Linked DNA regions of Columba livia: region 1 is linked to region 2. Evidence: chromatin contacts called from public Hi-C data. All regions are on one chromosome and are shown on one strand. Each heading gives the region's core, a stretch centred on a gene start, on an enhancer-like site or on the middle of the called end of the contact. The rest is flanking DNA. Distances are from core to core; before and after follow the strand shown. Region 1 overlaps CPED1 (cadherin like and PC-esterase domain containing 1). Region 2 overlaps TSPAN12 (tetraspanin 12).

What was found. Hi-C and Micro-C count contacts between places; a contact is called where the count stands out from the background.
Region 1: a Hi-C map of liver shows a contact between it and region 2, with 2.5 times the contacts expected there. The contact joins two enhancer-like sites. A contact is called at or near these places in 2 of 2 Hi-C or Micro-C datasets (crop and liver).

The regions. Positions count from the first base shown.
Region 1 is chr1:187,062,244-187,066,201 of bColLiv1.pat.W.v2, reverse strand. CPED1 (cadherin like and PC-esterase domain containing 1) reads right to left here. Exons shown (of 23, transcript XM_005507728.3): 6 at 1,516-1,675; 7 at 1-38. Among named protein-coding and RNA genes, the nearest start is that of CPED1, 49 kb to the right of the region's middle. Within about 2 kb of position 2,046, at least 1 of the 3 cell types and tissues checked has an H3K27ac peak away from gene starts, as active enhancers do.
Region 2 is chr1:186,941,443-186,945,493 of bColLiv1.pat.W.v2, reverse strand. It overlaps TSPAN12 (tetraspanin 12), which reads left to right. Exons shown (of 9, transcript XM_065048823.1): 4 at 1,246-1,328; 5 at 1,975-2,110. Among named protein-coding and RNA genes, the nearest start is that of TSPAN12, 16 kb to the left of the region's middle. Within about 2 kb of position 2,408, at least 2 of the 3 cell types and tissues checked have an H3K27ac peak away from gene starts, as active enhancers do.

The DNA.
Region 1 (3,958 bases), core at 797-3,296, 120 kb before region 2:
GGACGTCCTGGTGTTCTGGTGAAACTGATACTTGACTTCTGGAAAGTAATAAGAATATACAGCATTAATGAAGTGCTTCTGCAAATGAGGAAATTAAGCTATAAAAAAAATAATGAAATAGTAATAGTGGAAACAGGAAATTGGCTTTTTTTTCCCCTCAAGTTAAACAACACAGTAGATGAAACCAAGCAGGCTGGAACAAAGCTGTATGTCAAGTCTTTTTATTGCTTTCACTATTTTAAAATTTGAATTTCCATACATAGAATGTAACTGTTAGGAGGGAGTTACATTTGAGAGTACATATGGGTAAATGCACTGTGGACACGTTGTAGTTGTTGCAAACCCAGGACATCCAGAGTAAAGGCAAAAACATTAAAGAAATCCAAGCAGTTTAAGTAACAAAGGTGCATAGCTGAAGTGCCCAAATTTAACACTGATTTGTGGTGAATTCAGGAAAAAAAAAAAAAAGCCAAACCAAAACAACAACAAAAAAAAACGAACTATGGAAAGACTGCACTATTGTTAGCACTTCCTTCAATGTAATACAGGAACAAAATCATGTGGCACTTCATGCTTTCTCTAATGAAAGCCATGAACTATGACTCCAAATATTATGAGTGACTATGACACCTATAAATAACCCAGAACAAATCAACTAAACATAAAATAATTATGCAAGGTACCTTTGTCTAGGAAGTGGCATGGCTCTCTAGATACTGGCCTACAGCTCCCATAGTCCACACAAAAAGAATCAGACATTGAAACAGAACAGGAAAAAAAAAATCTGCTATATAAAAGCTTATTACCTGGGGAAATCTGAGCTATACTTGGGCTAATCACAAAAATGTGATTGCTATTCTGCTTGATAAAATCTCTGAGTTTCAACCTGCCCTCTAATAAATGCAATGACAAGATGACTATACAAACTATGGGTCTCTAAGACAGATTACTGGTAAAAAGACACAGGGCTGTCCTACCATTTCTATGTAATCTTTGGCAATATGCAGCCTTTACAGACCTCAGTTTTGCTTCCTGTTAAGAGAGTCTAAAGAGACCTTTTTCTCCTCTCTGCAGAACAGTAGGGCCTCAGATCATAATATTTGTGAGATAATGTAACATAGGAAACAGCACTTGGAGAGCCAGTTCTCACATATTTCTTAGTTTTTCACTTCAGGGAGGGTCTCTGTGTAAAGAACTACGTATGTGTGCCTGTAGTAGGGACAATGCAGGGATGGGAGCAGCTGCTACAAGACCTAAACATTCAGGGGTGTCTCTGGGTCTGTATTTATCTGCCTAGATGTTTCAATACCCTCGACATAAAGACTTAGCTGTTCACACACAAAAACATTGAAGCTTGGCTAGTACAGAAATAAACATTGTGCAAGAATAAGAGATGCAAGACATCCAAGTGCTCCACTTGCTGCATTCTTGCTACATTCTGTGTCCCTGACTCCCAACCAAAACCATAACGAAGCACTTGCAGTTTCTGAGGGTGGGGTTTCATTTTTGTCTTACAGCTGTGCGCTCCTGCTCTGCTCCCACCAGGACTGCAGATGATGGGCCGTACGTGTCTTCTCAGCGCTTTCACTGCCCTGGGACATGTTGCCTGTAACGCTGGCCCTTGACAGCCCAGGCTGACCGGAGCACTCTGGGGTGACGACTGGGAGCTGCAGGCCTGAAAAAGTGCCGAGAGGATGATAAAGTCAGCAAAGCATTGGAAGCAGCAGTGGACCCCTGCTGTTAAAGATAATAGGTGTAAAACACAATGGGCAGAGAGAAACTACCAGCATCAGGTGAAAATGTAAAATAACAAATGCTGAGACCATAATCCTTTTTGGGTCTGCTGGCAGAGAGCTTTACACCCACCAAGCACCTCCTGCCAGCTGCAAGCTCAGAGGCTCAACTGCAACTCCTGCTTTAAGAGTGTATGAGTACTGCATAGAAGAAACCATCCCCTTCCCCCTTCTAAATATAAATCCTGTATTTCTAAATGTACGATACCAAAAACTTTGTTTCTCAAATAGCCCTAATTACAGCTAAAAGGGATAAGAAATTTATCTCACTAAGGACCAAGGGACTATGCCACTGTAATCACACAGGCAGCTCAGTAAATAAAAACATATCCTTTTTCCTAGGTTTGCCGTTTAAGGCTACATTTTATAATTACTGAAATCTATAGGAGGCTTAGCTCTGCCACCAAATGCAGAGGGAACAGGACTGATGTACCAGAGTCCTCAAGATTACTGAGGCATGTGACTATTAATACTAATCAAAATATTGTGATGTGAGATCAGTCAATGGGTGGTATGTATTTTCTGCTTTTACTATGCTGCTAAAAAGGCTCAGAGCCCTCACATTATGTCATTATTTCATGTAGGGTGGTTTTCATTAACTCTAAGACAGCTCAGATTTCAAGTTCTTAAGTAACAGTCAGGGAAATGTCAAGTTGTTCACATTATTCCCAAACCTTGTTACTCATCTTTTTAATGACATATTGCACCGTGCTGTTATGAATTTATTTGTATAGCTTCTCTTTTAATGCATGCATTCTCCACTTCGGTGCATGAAATGAAAAATAAAACTGAAGTTGTGTTTCTGGTGATGAGCTGTGAGCAGCCATTCATGGAAAAGTACTACTCATTTTCATACAGATCCTGTTAAAATTACATTGTGATTGTCTGTGTTTATCGACTGTTCATCACATCAGCTCAGTTCAGCCTTCCAAGCTCAACTGGGATCTGAAATTAATTTTCTCCTTCACTTTCCATGCACCATTGAGCAGGATTTAAGGCTTTACTAACCAAAACCAGGCACTTATTAATATAGCACCTCATGTTCAGATTATACTCTCATTGGCATCTTTGAGTTGTGTTATGCATTATAACTGATTTGGACCTTGTAAGTGACTACCTGTTTGGTAGACTACTCTCTCCCTCTTTGGCTCTGCAGTGATAACAGGAACAAACCAGTAAACTCCCACTAAGTCATTTGTTTAGCAGACTTGTTTCTGAATACGCACAGGGAGCAGACCTGCTAAATGAAGTCCTATTTTTTCCATATTCACCCTTTAAAGACACAACACCATTTCACTACGGCAATTTCCACCCTGTAAAGAGACAATGGCACTCCACCATGGCAATTTGTTACAGTCCCACTGCAACTACAGGTTGTCCTGCCTTAATGGCTCCACCATACAGCTGAAAGGAGCTTCCAGACCAAGCTCCCTATGACACATACAACCTTTTACATTAGGTCATAGCTACCTGACAACATTAACAGACCCATGCAAAGGACAAGAATGGCATATCTTCTCAGCTGATCGGCTGAAAGACAAAATATGTCAAAGGTGCACATTTTTCAGCAATTGCTTTAGTTAAAATGACCCTAATGTTGAGAAAAGAAAATGCACAAACATATTTTTTTTTAATTTAAAAGAAAGCTAATATTTCACTGAAAATAAGAACAGGGCAGCAGAGAAGGGCTGTTCAGCTTGTTACTCGGGAGAATGTAGAACGCATCTTTTTCTTTTTAAAACATGGTTTTAATTGTGTTGCTACAGCAACAAGTAACCAATATGGTATTAATTCACAAGGCAGGGGTTGAAAATAATGAGATGAGGTTTATATCTATGTTTACTCCTCTAAAATGAGAATTTTAGCTAGCTTAAGGAAATGGAAAAGATTGCTTTGACATTAATTCATTTGCCACTACCCAGTGGACCATTTACTAGAGTTGGATATGACAAAACAAAACAAAACAAAACAAAACCAAAACAAAAAGATAGGGACAGATGAAATTTCAGGTGCCCTGAAATTCTCAGGTTACTGGGTAGAATCTCCTTAGTATTGCCCTAAGTCATTGCAAAATGCCTCAACATAAAAAAAAGGAAACCTACAATCTCCTTAAGAGAGAGGTTTAAACAAATACAGGGTGTTGGCAATTAGTATTGAGAACAAAA
Region 2 (4,051 bases), core at 1,159-3,658:
TGGGTTTATACCAGCTGAATTCCCTGAAATAGTTTAGTAAGTAAGCAGTAGTGTTAGTAACCCTAACTTTGCCCTGTTCTGTAGAAAAGCTTTGTGGTTCCCTCTTCCTTTGAAGGAGTTTATAGCTGCATCTCTCACCTTCTGTTTGGGGAGCAGTGCTCTGTCTGTCCTGTGTGTGCAGGAGGAGATGTGCTCTTGGCGCCAGAGAGCATCACAAAGGTGAGGATGATGGCCACTGTTACATGAGCCCTCTCCCAGAAGGAAGGGTGTACTGTCTTATCCAGCCTCTGTAATTTTATTATGCCGTGCAAAATACGTGGATAAGTACCCTGAAGAGTGCCTTGTCCTCTAGCTGTACCTCTGCTACAGCAGCAGAAGAGCTGTCATGGTGTGGCAGGTGTGATCTGACCACGTTGTTCAGGTTTAGCTTCTCAAGAAAATCAGAGGCCACAGCTTCTACTGGTATGTCCCAGGTGTGCTGCAGTGCACAGTGGCTCAGCTGACAGAAATCCAGGTCTGCTGAGGTGCTAGCAATTTTAGGTGGGTTCGGCCTCAGAGGCTTGCTTGCTGTAGGAGGAGTCCTGGTGAAACTGTAGTAGCTTTATGCCACTTAAGTGTCTGGTGGGTTAAGTACCCAGAAGCTTTGATGATTTGGGATTTATGAAGGGCAGTGAGTTTTATTGTCCTTTATGAAACTGAGGCATAGTGTCCATGGTGCGACTTTATCTGGTGAGTGAGAGAACCAGATTCTTCTAAACTTGACCTGTAGATAAATCTCCTGTGTGTCAGTGTATCAGTACTGTTGTATCCATTATGGGGCTTCAGATTATTCTTCACTGGTTACATACCTGACTAAGGCTTCATGGTTTTTTACAGACTGATGGATATCGCCTGTGAGCCTTGAAAGAGTCACTGACTTTAGCAGTATAAAGCCTTCCTGTTGTTTCTGTGGTGCATTGTGCAGTGGTGGGGCTTGAGCCAGCAGTGGCATCACTGAGTGAAAGAGAAGGTATTCCAGGCATCAGTTATGTATACCAGAAGAGAAGATTACTGTCACTGGCTCCATAAACCCCTGGGCAACAAACCAACTCTAAGCATATAGAAGTACAGTTTTGGGGACAGTATGCTGTTCAGATAAACGAATGCATGAGAGATGTTACTGATGATTTACCCTCTACTTAAATTATGAATCATTTTGCAATTTTTAAAAAACGCATGATAAATAACTTCATCTTTTCTTTTTAGTTGATGTCCATCAGCGTATTAGGTGTTTCTGCTTGGATGAGAGACTACCTGAATAATGTTCTCACTCTGACCGCAGAAACGAGGTAAAGCTTTCCTTCAACCTATTAATCCGTGTGGGTGACTGATTGTGGTAGATGTCATTCATTCTTATGGCAAGTTTCCTAATTATGATTTCTAGAATTAAGAAGTCTTCAGTTGAGCTAATTATTGTTTTGTTAAAAGGTGTATTTTTGCAACCATTTCTGGCATCAGTTGAAATTAGAAAAGGGGGAAAGATATGTATTCAGTCTTGTTTTATTTCTGTGCCTTTCTCTTCTGACAGGAATCAATTTTTGGCCCTTTGCCAACATGTAACCATATTATATTACTGTTTGGTTTTGAATACTTTATTCAGTCCAGAGATTTAGGAATGCTGTTAGTTTTATTACAGCAGTGCTTATGAGCTCTAGTGATGGAACAGGGCCTCATTGTGCTACATACTGTGCAAGTGCAAGACAGGAGATCGCTTTCACCCCAAAGAGATTTCAGATGATGCATTGCTTTTTGGTACCTGAGTGTAGCATTTGACTTTAAAACTACATAGAAGAGATTTCTGTGAAACATGTAAGGCACTGGAAATAACACATCTGCTAATCCACTGTTTTTGTTTTAATAGCTATATTATGTTTTTCTTCTGTCACTTTTGTGTGATTAGGCTTTTTATTTTTTTATGGTTCTGATTGGTTTTAGGGTGGAGGAGGCTGTCATTTTGACTTACTTTCCTGTGGTCCACCCAGTCATGATTGCAGTCTGCTGTTTCCTCATCATAGTTGGAATGCTGGGCTACTGCGGAACAGTCAAAAGAAATCTGTTGCTCCTTGTCTGGGTACGTTTCATAACCTCTAAAACCAGCTAACTTCTGCTTTGCTTCAACAGTGTAAGAAAAGTTTTAATCCACAGGCACTAGATAAATACTGATTATTTTTTATTACCGTGTTGAGTTATGATATCAGTGAGGAATTGTAATTGCAGAGCACACAGTAGGAAATAATTTATTGCCTAGACTGCATTATGCTGTGACTGAAAGACAAGCAGTGTCTCATTTGCAAAAATCCACTTCATTTAGTAGAAGACTTGCTGAAGGGACAAATAACTCAAACTCTTAAGTACTGATAATTATAGGAACCCAAGTCTGAGCGCTCTGAAATAAACCCTTATGCTACCCTTTTGCCTCTTGGCTGTGCAATAGCTAAATAACCTAGGCTTTGCTTTATCCCCACAGTTTGTGTGTGTAAAGTAACACCATTTGTAGCTGATGAAAGCGAATTCTGAGTGCATTCAGAAGCTTTACCTTCTCTTATGTGGATGTGGAATTTTGCAGTTGCATTTGGTTGTGAGCAAATTTAAAACTAAATTCGAAGTATCCAGCTTTTTTCTTTCTTTGGAGGCTACATAACTGAGCCAACAGCAGCTGAAAAGCGATAGGCTCTGCTGTACAAGGCTCTATGTACCATTTAACTATGGTGAGGCTTTGGTTGTCAAAGAAGCCAAATACCTTTTTCGTCTGGAAGTCAGTGAGTTTGAGTACAATAAAAACAAACAAACAAATAACCAAACCCCATCAATCATGCACAAATTTCAAAGGTTTAGAGTTTAAAAATATTTAGACCATTGACAACACTGAGGCCAAGCACAGTGCCGTTACCTGTGTGCTGCTTGGAAGTGTAGCTGGTTCCCTCTGTAGAGTTGGGCTTTGTCTTGTAACGTGATGATGAGCAGGATTCCAAGTAGTCTGTAAGCCCAAGAGAGTGGGAGCAATAGATGTGAAAGAGGCGCATCAGACTTGTCTGCCGTAATTGCAGTAGGAGAAGGTGGATGGGTAAAATCCTTCAGCTCCTGAGAATATTCAGGAGTCTTAAACAAATAAAGTTGGGCTCCTGCTGTTTTTTTCAATGCAGTGTGTGTTGGCTTCTCCCAAAGTGCCTATGGTTGCTTTTTGCTTGTGAATCTGTGAAGGCTTAAGTACTTGTTATCTGGACTTCACAAATTTTGCACAAAATGACCCATAAAAAAAGTGAGCAGTTGGCTGAGATTTATGCAACCTTCACTTTTATCTAATAGGAAATACTCTAACTGCAGTGAAAACAGTTGGGAAGCTGGGCTGGGGTTTTGTGTTAAAATGTCTTTTTTAATTTGAGAGGGTTGGAGTAAGCTTTATTTGAGATATCCAGCTGAAAGTCTGCAGCAGAGGTGTTCCTCAATTGCAAGAGAGCAGACACCGTTTCTCCTTTTGGGTATTTGTTAAGCTTGTATGCAGTACAAAGGTTGTTGTGTCAAAGCTGTATAGTTAGGAAAGACTCTCATTTAAATCTGAATACTTTATAGTGATATAATAGTCATGCATTTTTTTATTTCTACACCTTAAACTCGCGATGTTAAATTCAGTGGGAACAAGTTCTAAGTTACTATGTTACTTAGTTATGAGCACTTGTATAAGAATAATGCATTAATGTAATTTTGTGCCATATGATTATTTATCTAATAATCTTTCTTACATACTAGGAAAGGGCTTTGTACATATTTTTGTTTTATGTAAATAGTGAGAGTATTAAGAGATGTTAACCTTAGTGTAAGAACTAAGGGCTTAACAAGTTTATGAGATTATTTTCATAAAGTGTTTATTTTATAGTGGTGATAGCTTTTAATGTGAATTAAAATTAATTAAAAGGCAAAAGCAACTGTATGATATAGACCAATGCTACACAGTGTCTGAAAAAAAGTTGTTATTTTTGGTATAAGCCTTGAAAAAACTTATAACTGATTAAAA